Linked DNA regions of Mus musculus: regions 1 and 3 are each linked to region 2. Evidence: chromatin contacts called from public Hi-C and promoter capture Hi-C data. All regions are on one chromosome and are shown on one strand. Each heading gives the region's core, a stretch centred on a gene start, on an enhancer-like site or on the middle of the called end of the contact. The rest is flanking DNA. Distances are from core to core; before and after follow the strand shown. Region 1 overlaps Plscr4 (phospholipid scramblase 4). Region 2 overlaps Gm31588 (a long non-coding RNA gene). Region 3 holds the start of B430319G15Rik (RIKEN cDNA B430319G15 gene).

Region 1 (3,240 bases), core at 462-2,961, 260 kb after region 2:
GGGTAGGGAAGTGGGGGTGGGGGAGAGTATGGGGGACTTTTGGGATAGCATTCTAAATGTAATTGAGGAAAATACGTAATAATAAAAAATATTTTAAAAAAAAAAGAAAAGAAAAACAGCTGGGCAATGGTGGCGCACGCCCTCAATCCCAGCACTTAGGAGGCAGAAACTGGCAAGTTTCTGAATTCGAGTCCAGCCTGGTCTACAGAGTGAGTTCCAGGACAATCAGGGATATACAGAGAAACCATGTCTCGAAAAAAGGAGAAAAAAGAAAAAGAAAAAATGAAAAACAAAATAAGAAGAGAAAACTAGACAAAGAGAGAGGATCATAGAATGTTCAGTCCATGGCTCCCTCTCAACATCTCAGACTCTCTTTAACACCCCTGAACCCCAAGCACATAATTCTGTCTTTCTGTCTTCTAATTGCTTTTGTTCTGTCCCCACAGTTGGACAACATACACGTTCTTCAGCATGTTGAGCCTCTGGAACGTATGTATAACTTTGTCCTGATTCACATTGTGTTTTGATTAGAGGTATTTTAATCAGATGGAAATTTGTATTACTTCATACCTAGTCCCTCATTTTATGTTGATGGCCTTTTCTAGTGATTCAGAGAGAGAAGACTATTCTCTGTTACTTTATATTCATAAAAGCAGTAGAGTGAATTATTATATAGAGTCTTATCTATTGCTATTCCATGCACTGATGATCTTTCATCTATGGACCCCTGGAAAGACGATCATAGTCAGGTGGCTTGGTTCTCAGCTCCCTGCAGGTCCCTTGTGCTCAAGGTAGGAGCTGGCTTTGGTCATTCTGAATTTATTTTCGTATTCACAAGTACCATGTCTCCAGTCATTTTGTCCATTTCATGAGCTGATTAAATCATAGTCTGATGTGTGATTCGTTAAACTGGTTTTATTATTAACATTTTCTGGATTCCAATATTTCAGGAACATTGTATTATCTATTACTTTTATGTGGGAAAACTGTGAAAATAATTTCATAAACCTAGCAAATGTTTGACATTTTGAGAATGCTTAATGGCTCACATGGTTGTATTTCACCTTTTCACCTGAAATTTTTAAAAATCTTTTTGGCTTTCAGCTCCAATCATACTACTATCACCACTACTACCACAAGTACTACAACTACTACTTCTCCTCCTCCTCTGTCTCCTTCGTCGTCTTTGTCGTCGTCTTCATTGTCGTCTTCATCGTTTTCATTGTCCTCCTTCTCTTCATCCTTCTTCTCCTTCCTTTATCTTCTTTCATTAAATAACGAAGGCTGTCTGAAGCCTGTCTCAGCTGGTTCTAACTTAAGATCCTTTTCTCATTCTAACTTTTAGTGATGACACGTTTTGAAACTAATAATAGATATGACATCAAGAACAACATAGACCAGATGGTCTATATCGTAACTGAAGACACAGATGACTTTACCAGGAATGCCTATCGGAACCTACGACCCTTTGTGCTCCGGGTCACTGACTGCCTGGGCCGAGAGATCATGACCATGCAGAGGCCTTTCCGATGCACCTGCTGTTGCTTCTGCTGCCCCTGTGCAAGACAAGAGGTCAGAGACCAGGGGTGGGATTCAGAGTTGCTTCCTGATCTGCCCTTGACACAATGGTTGGTCTTCTTCCTAAACATGAAGGAAAGCTTTCTAGCCCTACTGCTCAGAATGAAACTGAAACTAGGGGAGAGGAAGGAAGCTTAATTATATCACAAGACAGACCTTAACAGTTTTCCTCTCCTTATGTGCTAGATAGGTGGCAGGGCTGGGGTGGGAGCATCAAGTACAACTTGAGGCTGCTTTGGCAGTAGTTACTTTCTGATGAATTAGGTACTTATAGGGAAGGACAGTAATCATATGTTATACAATGGTATCAACATATTCCACAGATGACAAATGGGGAAGGACTTTTGATTGCAGGAGCCAATCACAGCCTACAGTTTTCTGCAAAAAAAAAAAAAAAAAAAAAAAAAAAAAAAAAGTCTTAAAAGTAGATGTAATGCCATCCAGAAGTACCCTGAAGATGGTAGAGTTAGACATACAGTGTGCATGCGCTGTGTTGTGGTTTGGTCTTTCTCGTGTGCCATAACGCAGGTCCAGAAAAAAGAATTGTTGCAGAAAACAAGCAAGCAATCAAGAAAAAAACAATAACAAACTTGTACATGTGTCCCAGTCTCTGTGAGGCCATGTGTCCTGAAGATGCTGTTCCCTTAGAGTCATTTATCACTCTTGGTTCTTAGAACATTTCTACCTCCTCTTCTGCATAGATCCTAAGACCTGAGATTGTAGGTGTAGATGGAGACATTCCATTTAGAGCTGAATGAACCCACATCCTTATCTCTGTATATTGGCCACTTGTGGGTCTCTGTGTTATTTCCCATCTGCTTCAAGAAGCTTTTCTGATGAGGGTCAAGTGAAGCGATGGGTATAGCAATAGGTCACTGAGAGTCATTTTATTGCTATGTTCTGTTAGCTCAGTAATAGTAGATTTTCTTCTATAAGCATGACCCGGGTTCTTGGCCACTTGAAATGGATCATGAAATATAATCACTGGTCATGAAGTATGATCTTCTTAATGAGTTCTTGAATTCAGTTTCCAGTATTTTCCTGAGAGGTTTCTGCCTAGTGTTCTGTGGGTTTCTTTTATGTTCTGCCATTATATGGTTTTGATACCAAGGGAACACACTACCTTTGCTCAGTTAATCTTGTTGGTTATTACTGTTCTGATTAAGTTATTTATATCTTCTTGATTTAATTTTTGCAGATGATATGCATTAAGCTGTTCGGAAAGTTTTCATAGCATTGCCTAAAGGTACTTTTGGATTACATTGGACTTTGTTTTAATTCCTCTCCCTTGTCTGTAATTTTGTTAAATTTTGCCCTCTTTTTATTTTGGCTCATGTGGCTAGGGATCTTTCAATCTTGTTCATCTTTTCAAAAATAAAGTATTTTAGTTGAGCTTGTGTATCTTTTTAAGTTATCAGTTTTCTGCCCTAATCTTTATAATTACTTACCATCTACCTCATTTTGACTGGGCTTGCTGTTAACTTTCCAGAACCTTTAAGTGACTCATTAGATTATTTGAGAGCTGACCTTTAACGGGGGCCTTCCCAGCTCCAACATTTCCCTTAGAACTGCCCCGTCTGCGTCCTGGTTATTTGAGAAGCTTTGTTGTTATTTCAACTTGAATGTATTATTATTTCAAGTTTCTCCTTGATTTCTTCAGTG
Region 2 (3,613 bases), core at 437-2,936:
AGTTAGAAGCTGCTTTCAATGTAAGCTTAGCTTCCCAAACAAAAGGAAGAGGAGCAGAAGCACCAGGAGATAAGATGAAATGCTATGTCTAATGATGGCATTCCAGTGCCACCACAGGACCTCCAGGGACACAGGCACAAGGCCACTCTTCTGTCTGCCAGGCCACAGACATGCAAAAGGAGCAACAGTCTGGACTATGAATGCATGAAGCAACTGTGTCATCAAACTAATACAAAAACAGCATAGATGGTCATATATATGCAACAATAACACAGAGGGGGAAAGCATGTCTTAGTGGACCTCAGTGTGTTCAAAGAAGCAAAGGCCAAGCAAGGGTTGAAAATGAAGAGGAAGGAGACAGCATATGATATTTTGAAATGATATCCTGGCCACAAAGGTTAGGAAATGCAGAATAAGGCCAAGGTTGAACAGGCAATAGACGGCTGATGTCTTCATCTAGGATTTTATGTAAGGCCAAGGCAACTTCTCTGCAGGCTAGTGGTCCCAGCACTGTTGTGACAGCTGCCATGAGATAGACCTCTCTTTTCAAAACTTCAATTCTTTTTTAACTGTTAATTTCTGGAAGAGTTTGACAGCACTGACTGTATTTGATCCTGACAATATTCCAATTTCTTTCAGATTCTTTATTGAAGCAAAAAGCAAAAACCAAAAAGGCTGTTAAGAGAAATATCAGTGAATTGAACACTAAGACTTGGGGATGATCACATGTTCCTACATCAAAAATTAAATCCCATAGACACCTCCCAACCAAAAGTTCTCTTGAATGCCATAGATATTTGGATCCAAAACCCCAAAGTCCCAGAAATGTGAAAGTACACATACAAAAATGCCAAAAAGTATAGGTCAAAGTATAGGTATAGGTCAAAAAGTCCTCACAAGTAGACAAGCACTAGATAACTCTGGAAGGTGAGAGAAGAAATAGACTCTTTACTAGTGGGATTTTGAGACTGCACAGATGTCAGGCTCAACTATTAACATGTATAAGCTTCCTCTGCAAACCTTCAAGGCAATTATTTTCTTACTATAGTGCTGGACTTCACGGACATCCTGATATCCATGCCCCCTTTCTGCCACTTACTTGCTGAGTCCCTGGAAAGCTCCTGTAGCATCAGTAACAAACCAATAGCCATCATAGCTCCAGGAGAGATGCTAAGACAAATCAAGGAATCAAGGCCAAACTTCAGAACCCAGACTGGTTCCCTGGCATGCATGGAGATCCTGCTGCAGCTACAGTCAGAGCTGGTTACACAAAGGCCTGGAAAGAATGAATTTCACTGACAAACCAGACTATTCCATCAGCTATCAGTTTTCATGTTCCTCTTGACTGCCATAGCTCAGATGGCTTGTGGTTTAGACCCGTCAACCCATGCAGCCCTGATTTCACACCCATCAATTTGTTCATGGCCTTTAGAATTTATTGTAATCTAGCCAATAACACTCTCAACAAATGAGGTTTATCTAAATCATGTAATCACCCTTCACAGAGAAGTTGAAAGTATGGATACTTAACATCTGGTACATTCCAGGGACACACCTTGGTCCTTCAAAACCTGACAGTTCTGGCTCTTCAACTAACTGACTGAGCCATCCCCATTCTTGGCAACACTACTACCTTGTGGGCCTTGTAGTCCATGACACCAATTAGTAACTCAGTTCTGTTCACCCCCACTCCAGGAAAAGTGACATCAAGTACTCACTGGCCTAAGGCCACTGAAAATTCTCCCTCATCTGACTCATCTTCCTTGTAGATCTAGCTGCTGTGATAGAGCAGACCTGCAACCTCTCGTAGATCTGGAGTATCAGAACTTGAAGAAGATAGCCTCACATGGGCCTCTTTAGTACTTCCTCATGAAAGTAAAAATTAGGGGATGGGGCAGTCTTGAGACATATTTTATTCTTGTTTCCTGTCCCCTAAGTGCCATATCCTTGCAAACCAAACTCACACGGGGAAGTTCTGTAAACAGTTTTTCAGACTTTTGTATCTGTGCTAACACAGCACTTGATCCTGTGCTTTCGGAGAAACAGCTGGACTCAGCTACAACTTCTAGTTTGACCAGACTTGCAAGCACCGGTTCACATTGCTACAAAGTGTCTTCTGCCATGTCTCCTCTCTCAGTAGGCGTTTTGCTGTTACAATTAAGAAATTAAGTTCCAACCACTCAGAACATTTGGAGTGTAACATTTTTATTAAATGATCAAGCTTGGTTGTTAACTTTAAAAATATTTTATGGATCTTATGGTCTTAATACGGATATTTAAAAAGAGTAAAGTTGTCAAATATTAAAACAAAGATTACAGAAATGTTAACTGTCGTTGTCACCACACCCCCCAGAGAACATATCTTAATACCTCTTTATCCGTTTCTAACCACAACAGTCACCAGGGCATCTCCTAACAAGACTACCATGCCCACAGGGTTGGTAAAGAGCACAGAGATTAACCTCTCTGGAGATGGTTAGGGAACACTGTCTGCCTTATTTTATGCAAACAACCACTTATATAGCAGAAAACTATCAATTAATTGTTATTGGTTAACACACTACCTCAGATTGGACAGTGAGCTCTCTTGTCACCAGGGTCTCTATGCAAAAGGAGCACAAGGAAGGAGCCATGAAGACAATCCAGCTGCAGGTTATTCATGTCACCTCAGAATTCAGTGTTCTGACTTCTGGGAATTCTCAGGAGCATGGTGTGCCATGCTCCTAATTTAGAAGCACAGAGTGCCAGGTAGGCTGACAGCCAGTCATGCCTGCATTTTATCCTTCAGTTAACAGACCTTGGAAAATTCAGTGACTAGAAAAGTACTCAAATAAGATAAGTATTTTCTGTGCCTTTTGAAATAGAGCTTTTGGGTGGGTTGTCTACCCTCTCGGGCAGCAAGGGTAGATCCAACTTTGGTAGGTGGAAACGATCCCAGCTAGTGAGCTAGTTGGGGCCAGGACCAACATCAACCTTTCAAAGGCACACCACTTACTGTTTTGTGTCTGGTTGAAGCCTCTAGAGAAAGCCAACCTGCAAATCTCTGTTGAATAGAGTATTTCAATCGTCCACCTAGCAAATGGGTGTGGATGCTGGGGCTGAGGAAGTATCTAAAATCACTACCCTGTTGCTGGGGTGATGGCTCAGTCAGGCAGAAAACTGCTTGTTATGAAAGCATGTAGACCCAGGTTCAGATCATAGGCATCTATATAAAAAGCCAGATGACAGTACACACCTGTCATCCCAGTGATAGAGAGGCAGGCAAGAGGATCTCTCAGGCTCGCTGGCCAGCCAATCTAGCCTGGTTGGGTGAACTCCAAGGTCAGTGGGGGACTCTGTCTTACAAAATAAGGAAGAGAACAATTTAGGACCAGACTTCGGGCCTCTATATAATTTACATACACATGCACACACACACACACACACACACACACAATACACAATCACTATGTATGATTCAGATATCGATTGCTATGCTTCATACATTTCTATATAACTGCAAAAGCATAACCAGAATTTGCAGATCTATTGTCTAAAAATGGAGGGACATCGTGGCCTTCAAGCCAAAGAATCGAAATCATAATATTAAACTTTCAAATTTAATTTCAAAACC
Region 3 (3,341 bases), core at 802-3,301, 320 kb after region 2:
GGTAACCAATAATTACTGGTAGGCTCTACAGCTAAGCATACATGGAAATTCCATCACTAGCCAGGCAAGTTGAAGACTCCAGAGGTTCGGGGAAGCAAGAAATCAAGTTCAAGGAACTTGGCAGGCCCAAGTCTGGATTTCTGGAAACATATTTAGCCAAATGACCAGCCCTTCTTCTGAGGGCTGATTCTACTTGCCCCTGCTTGGATTCATGACGCTGCACCTGCCACCCACACTGTAAAAGAATCCACTTCTTAGCTGACCCTCTTCAGAGAAAAAAAAGTTTCACTTCATTCTTCCTTACTCCATTCTTCTGCAATCACAGTTTCCATTTCTTTGACTATTTCTACTCATGTCTGAAGTTTCCCCAATTTTCCTTTATTAAAAAGAGGGAGGAGGACAGACACACCAAGACCTTCAAAACAGCAAGGACTGGCTCAGTCTCATGATTATTTTTTCCTTTAAATGTCACACTCCTAATATTTACACATTTTCCCACCTGCTTTCAATCTGCTAGCTAGTATTCCTCTTGAATTTATGCCAATTTTACAAAACCTGTGATCATAAACTTTGAGTAATTTTAACTTTAAAAAATCAGACTTAGAACGAGTATTTCCTTTCTCCTCCCATTGCAGGAAGATTTAACTACGAGCTTCTTGAACGCGGTCAATTTGATTCTTTCTTCATTTTTAAGCATACACGGAGTGTGTGAGACAAAGTTGTCAAAACTTTCACCCCTGCACAACTCAGTTTAAATCCTGGGACTAAAAGTGTAAAAACCAGAGGACAAATGACTTTGCATAGACATACTAATCAAAACCCAAAGCAGTGGAGGTAGCTCCCAGGAGACCAGGAATGGCTCCTCTACATCTTCGGAAGTAATTTTCCATGTGCCTGGCAGGGCGATCTTGTTAAAGCACAGCCTCAGGTTGCCCAAGCTGGGCTTGGACTCCGTCGGGTTTACAAGCTTCATTACTGGAAAGAGTCTATGGCTCTCCTGGCACCAGCAGCGGCAGAGATGTTCACCGGACAATGAAAAGTTTCTGTTTACAGACTAAAATCAAAGCATGGCCTTCCTTGACACGGTGATGGCGAAGTTCAGAAGGAACAGCTGGGAGTGTGACAAGCGCCTACTCAGCCAAGCAGACTGAAGCCCTCGCAGTCACCACTCACCTCCGGGAGCGCCGGGTTCAGTAGAGAAAGAAGGTCTAGCCAGGGCGTGCCGAGGAAGCTTCTGGAACCCCGGGAGAGCAGAGGGGCGCACGTTCCACAAGCAAGCTCCCTGGAGCCCCGGCGTGAGGCGGTGCACGTAGGCGTAGGCGACTCGGAGGGTGGGGGTGCAGCCGGGATAGCCCGGGACGCGGGGTCCCGGAGCAGCGCCCCGCCCCCGGCCCTGGCCCCGCCCTCCTTGGCTGCTCTTAAGCCCGCGCCGCGGGCGCCTCCGGTTCCGTCGTCCGCTCCTTGCGCTCGGACTCCGCCGAAGTCCGCTCAATCCTCTCCGTGCTCTTCGGTACCCACGCAGTCCTCCCAGTCCGCCCTCCGCTCCAGCCCCGGGCTCACGTCTGGTCCTGCGCTCTTCGGGGTCTCAGCGTCTCGCGAGAAGTCCTCGCCACAGGCCTTCGGCTCCCGGGTTCAGGGGCGGATGGGGGACCGCGGAGCGAGGCCGGGGCGGCTGATGCCCATGCTCGCCCTGCTCTCCTGGGCGGCCGGCCTGGGCGTGGCGGAGGAGACGCCCGGGCGCATCCCTGCAGGTGAGCTCTGCTTGCTGGTTTCCACCGGCGGTCTAGAGAGAACTGGGCATGTTTCCTCTTTGCTTGCTCCATCCCTGCGGGACCTAGCCGCGGGGCTCCCTGCTTTGAGATTGGCAGGGACCTCCTTTCCTGCGCCCCGGGAAGCAGCTTGCCATCCTGCCTCTGTCTACACGCAGCGCTCGGGACCCGGCTACGATCGGACCCAGTGTGCTCCCACCCACTCCTCCTTCCGTTACACTTTGGGGCGTCCCTGAGCCCTGGCCCTGGCCGGTGTTCGGAAGCTGAGCTAAAGCTAGTAGTTGGAGGCAAGTTCGTGTGAACAAAACTTTCTGGGTTCAGCCAGAGGAGAGCCCCGCCGCCTATTTGTCTCAACGGGACTTGCAGCGCTGCTGTATCGCGCAGGGGAGTTCTTTGGTCCTTTCTACTTCTGGGCCCTGGGCTCAGCTCCCTGGAACTGAGCCTTGCGTTTAAATGACCCGATGCACTCTGGTGATGAGTGGGTGGATGCGCTAATTTTGCATTCTATAGTAACTAATTAGATTCTTTTCCTCTGGAAACTAAGGCGAGGAGCAAACATTTCTACCTTGGAATTCCAATTCAGAGGGTAACACTTGGCACAAGTCCAGTTGGACCCTGTAACCATCGGTTTTTGTCTTTCTCATGGCGCAATAGGTGAAACTTAAGGACTCAGAAGCACCTGGTTCTGTGGAACAGTGCTCGCTTTGTTGGCTGCAGTCACAGGGAAATCTGAACCTGTATGAGTATTCTGATTTTGAAGTAACTTTTATCTCATATCAAAGGTATTTCTTTCAGCATAGTACTAGAAAAATCACACAGATAAATGAGAATAGAGACAGAATATAAGACTTTACTCTGAAAACGGTCTTTGTTAAAACACCAAAAGCTTTTATTGATAAGTAAAAATAACCGCCAGGATTTGCTAATTTTAGAGTTTGGCTTCAGCTTCTGTCTATTTTATGCCACCTCGATGCGACTTCTCACTTGTTTACAGAGTATATCCATGCCAGGCTGCTACCTTTAAATTTGAGGTTAAAAACAAACAAACAAACAAAACAAAACAAAACAAAAAACCCAAACAAACAAAAAAAACAACAAAAACTTCCCTGTGCAAGCTTTTACATTTCATGGAATTGGATGTTAAATTTTAAGGGATTGTAATATCTAAGGCAGGGGATTTGAGATACGAATGTTTTTCATATAAAGCCTATGGTTAATATCTGAGACATGGTTTCTGTGGTGGTAGGTGGGCCCAGAGTTCAGTTATGAGCTAAATGTTGGAAATGTTTCTGCATTAATGGAGCCAAGTGAGGAGTAGCCATTCTGGTTACACACACAGATAGATGGTTTCACATGTTCTGTGGTAAGCTAATAGATGCAAAAGATGCATTGTTTGGTTATTTGGTCAGATTTATTATCAGCTGTGGTAAGTTTTATCCCTGAAGTAGTATAACTGGAAATTACTACATGGATATTACTACATAAATAATCTTTCAGGTCTAAGTTGTCTAGATGAGTGGGCTTTCAAGAGTGCAGATCACCTGTGACAACCCCCCCCCCCCCCATTATTTG

Evidence for each region. Promoter capture Hi-C pulls out the DNA fragments that hold promoters and counts their contacts. A called contact is a pair of places that touch in the nucleus more often than the background predicts.
Region 1: a contact with region 2 is called in a Hi-C map of the HPC-7 cell line, with 2.8 times the contacts expected there. The contact joins two enhancer-like sites. A contact is called at or near these places in 1 of 39 promoter capture datasets (the C10 cell line), 1 of 15 datasets of contacts at CTCF or cohesin (pro-B cells), 38 of 484 Hi-C or Micro-C datasets (3T3-L1-derived adipocytes, the AML12 cell line, the BV-2 cell line and 23 more) and 3 of 115 datasets of contacts at active chromatin or transcription factors (CD8 T cells, astrocytes and large pre-B cells).
Region 3: a contact with region 2 is called in a promoter capture Hi-C map of the HPC-7 cell line. The contact joins the promoter of B430319G15Rik here to the enhancer-like site in region 2. A contact is called at or near these places in 5 of 39 promoter capture datasets (the 3T3-L1 cell line, the HPC-7 cell line, HPC-7-derived erythroid cells and 2 more), 5 of 484 Hi-C or Micro-C datasets (bone marrow-derived macrophages, cortical neurons, muscle stem cells and 1 more), 5 of 115 datasets of contacts at active chromatin or transcription factors (the 230-238 cell line, extraembryonic endoderm stem cells, large pre-B cells and 1 more) and 3 of 9 other capture datasets (adipose tissue, macrophages and pancreatic islet).

What each region holds. Positions count from the first base shown.
Region 1 is chr9:92,483,375-92,486,614 of GRCm38.p6, forward strand. It overlaps Plscr4 (phospholipid scramblase 4), which reads left to right. Exons shown (of 9, transcript NM_178711.3): 5 at 447-489; 6 at 1,346-1,572. Among named protein-coding and RNA genes, the nearest start is that of Plscr4, 28 kb to the left of the region's middle. Within about 2 kb of position 1,712, at least 11 of the 459 cell types and tissues checked have an H3K27ac peak or open chromatin away from gene starts, as enhancers often do. A contact at or near this core is called in the HPC-7 cell line, where this site is marked.
Region 2 is chr9:92,224,600-92,228,212 of GRCm38.p6, forward strand. Gm31588 (a long non-coding RNA gene) reads right to left here. Exons shown (of 6, transcript XR_871012.2): 1 at 2,565-3,613. Among named protein-coding and RNA genes, the nearest start is that of Gm31588, 3.8 kb to the right of the region's middle. Within about 2 kb of position 1,687, at least 23 of the 459 cell types and tissues checked have an H3K27ac peak or open chromatin away from gene starts, as enhancers often do. A contact at or near this core is called in the HPC-7 cell line, where this site is marked.
Region 3 is chr9:92,540,818-92,544,158 of GRCm38.p6, forward strand. B430319G15Rik (RIKEN cDNA B430319G15 gene) reads right to left here and starts at 2,052. Exons shown (of 1, transcript NR_029474.1): 1 at 1-2,052. Plod2 (procollagen lysine, 2-oxoglutarate 5-dioxygenase 2) reads left to right here and starts at 1,406. Exons shown (of 19, transcript NM_011961.3): 1 at 1,406-1,751. The coding sequence starts at 1,643.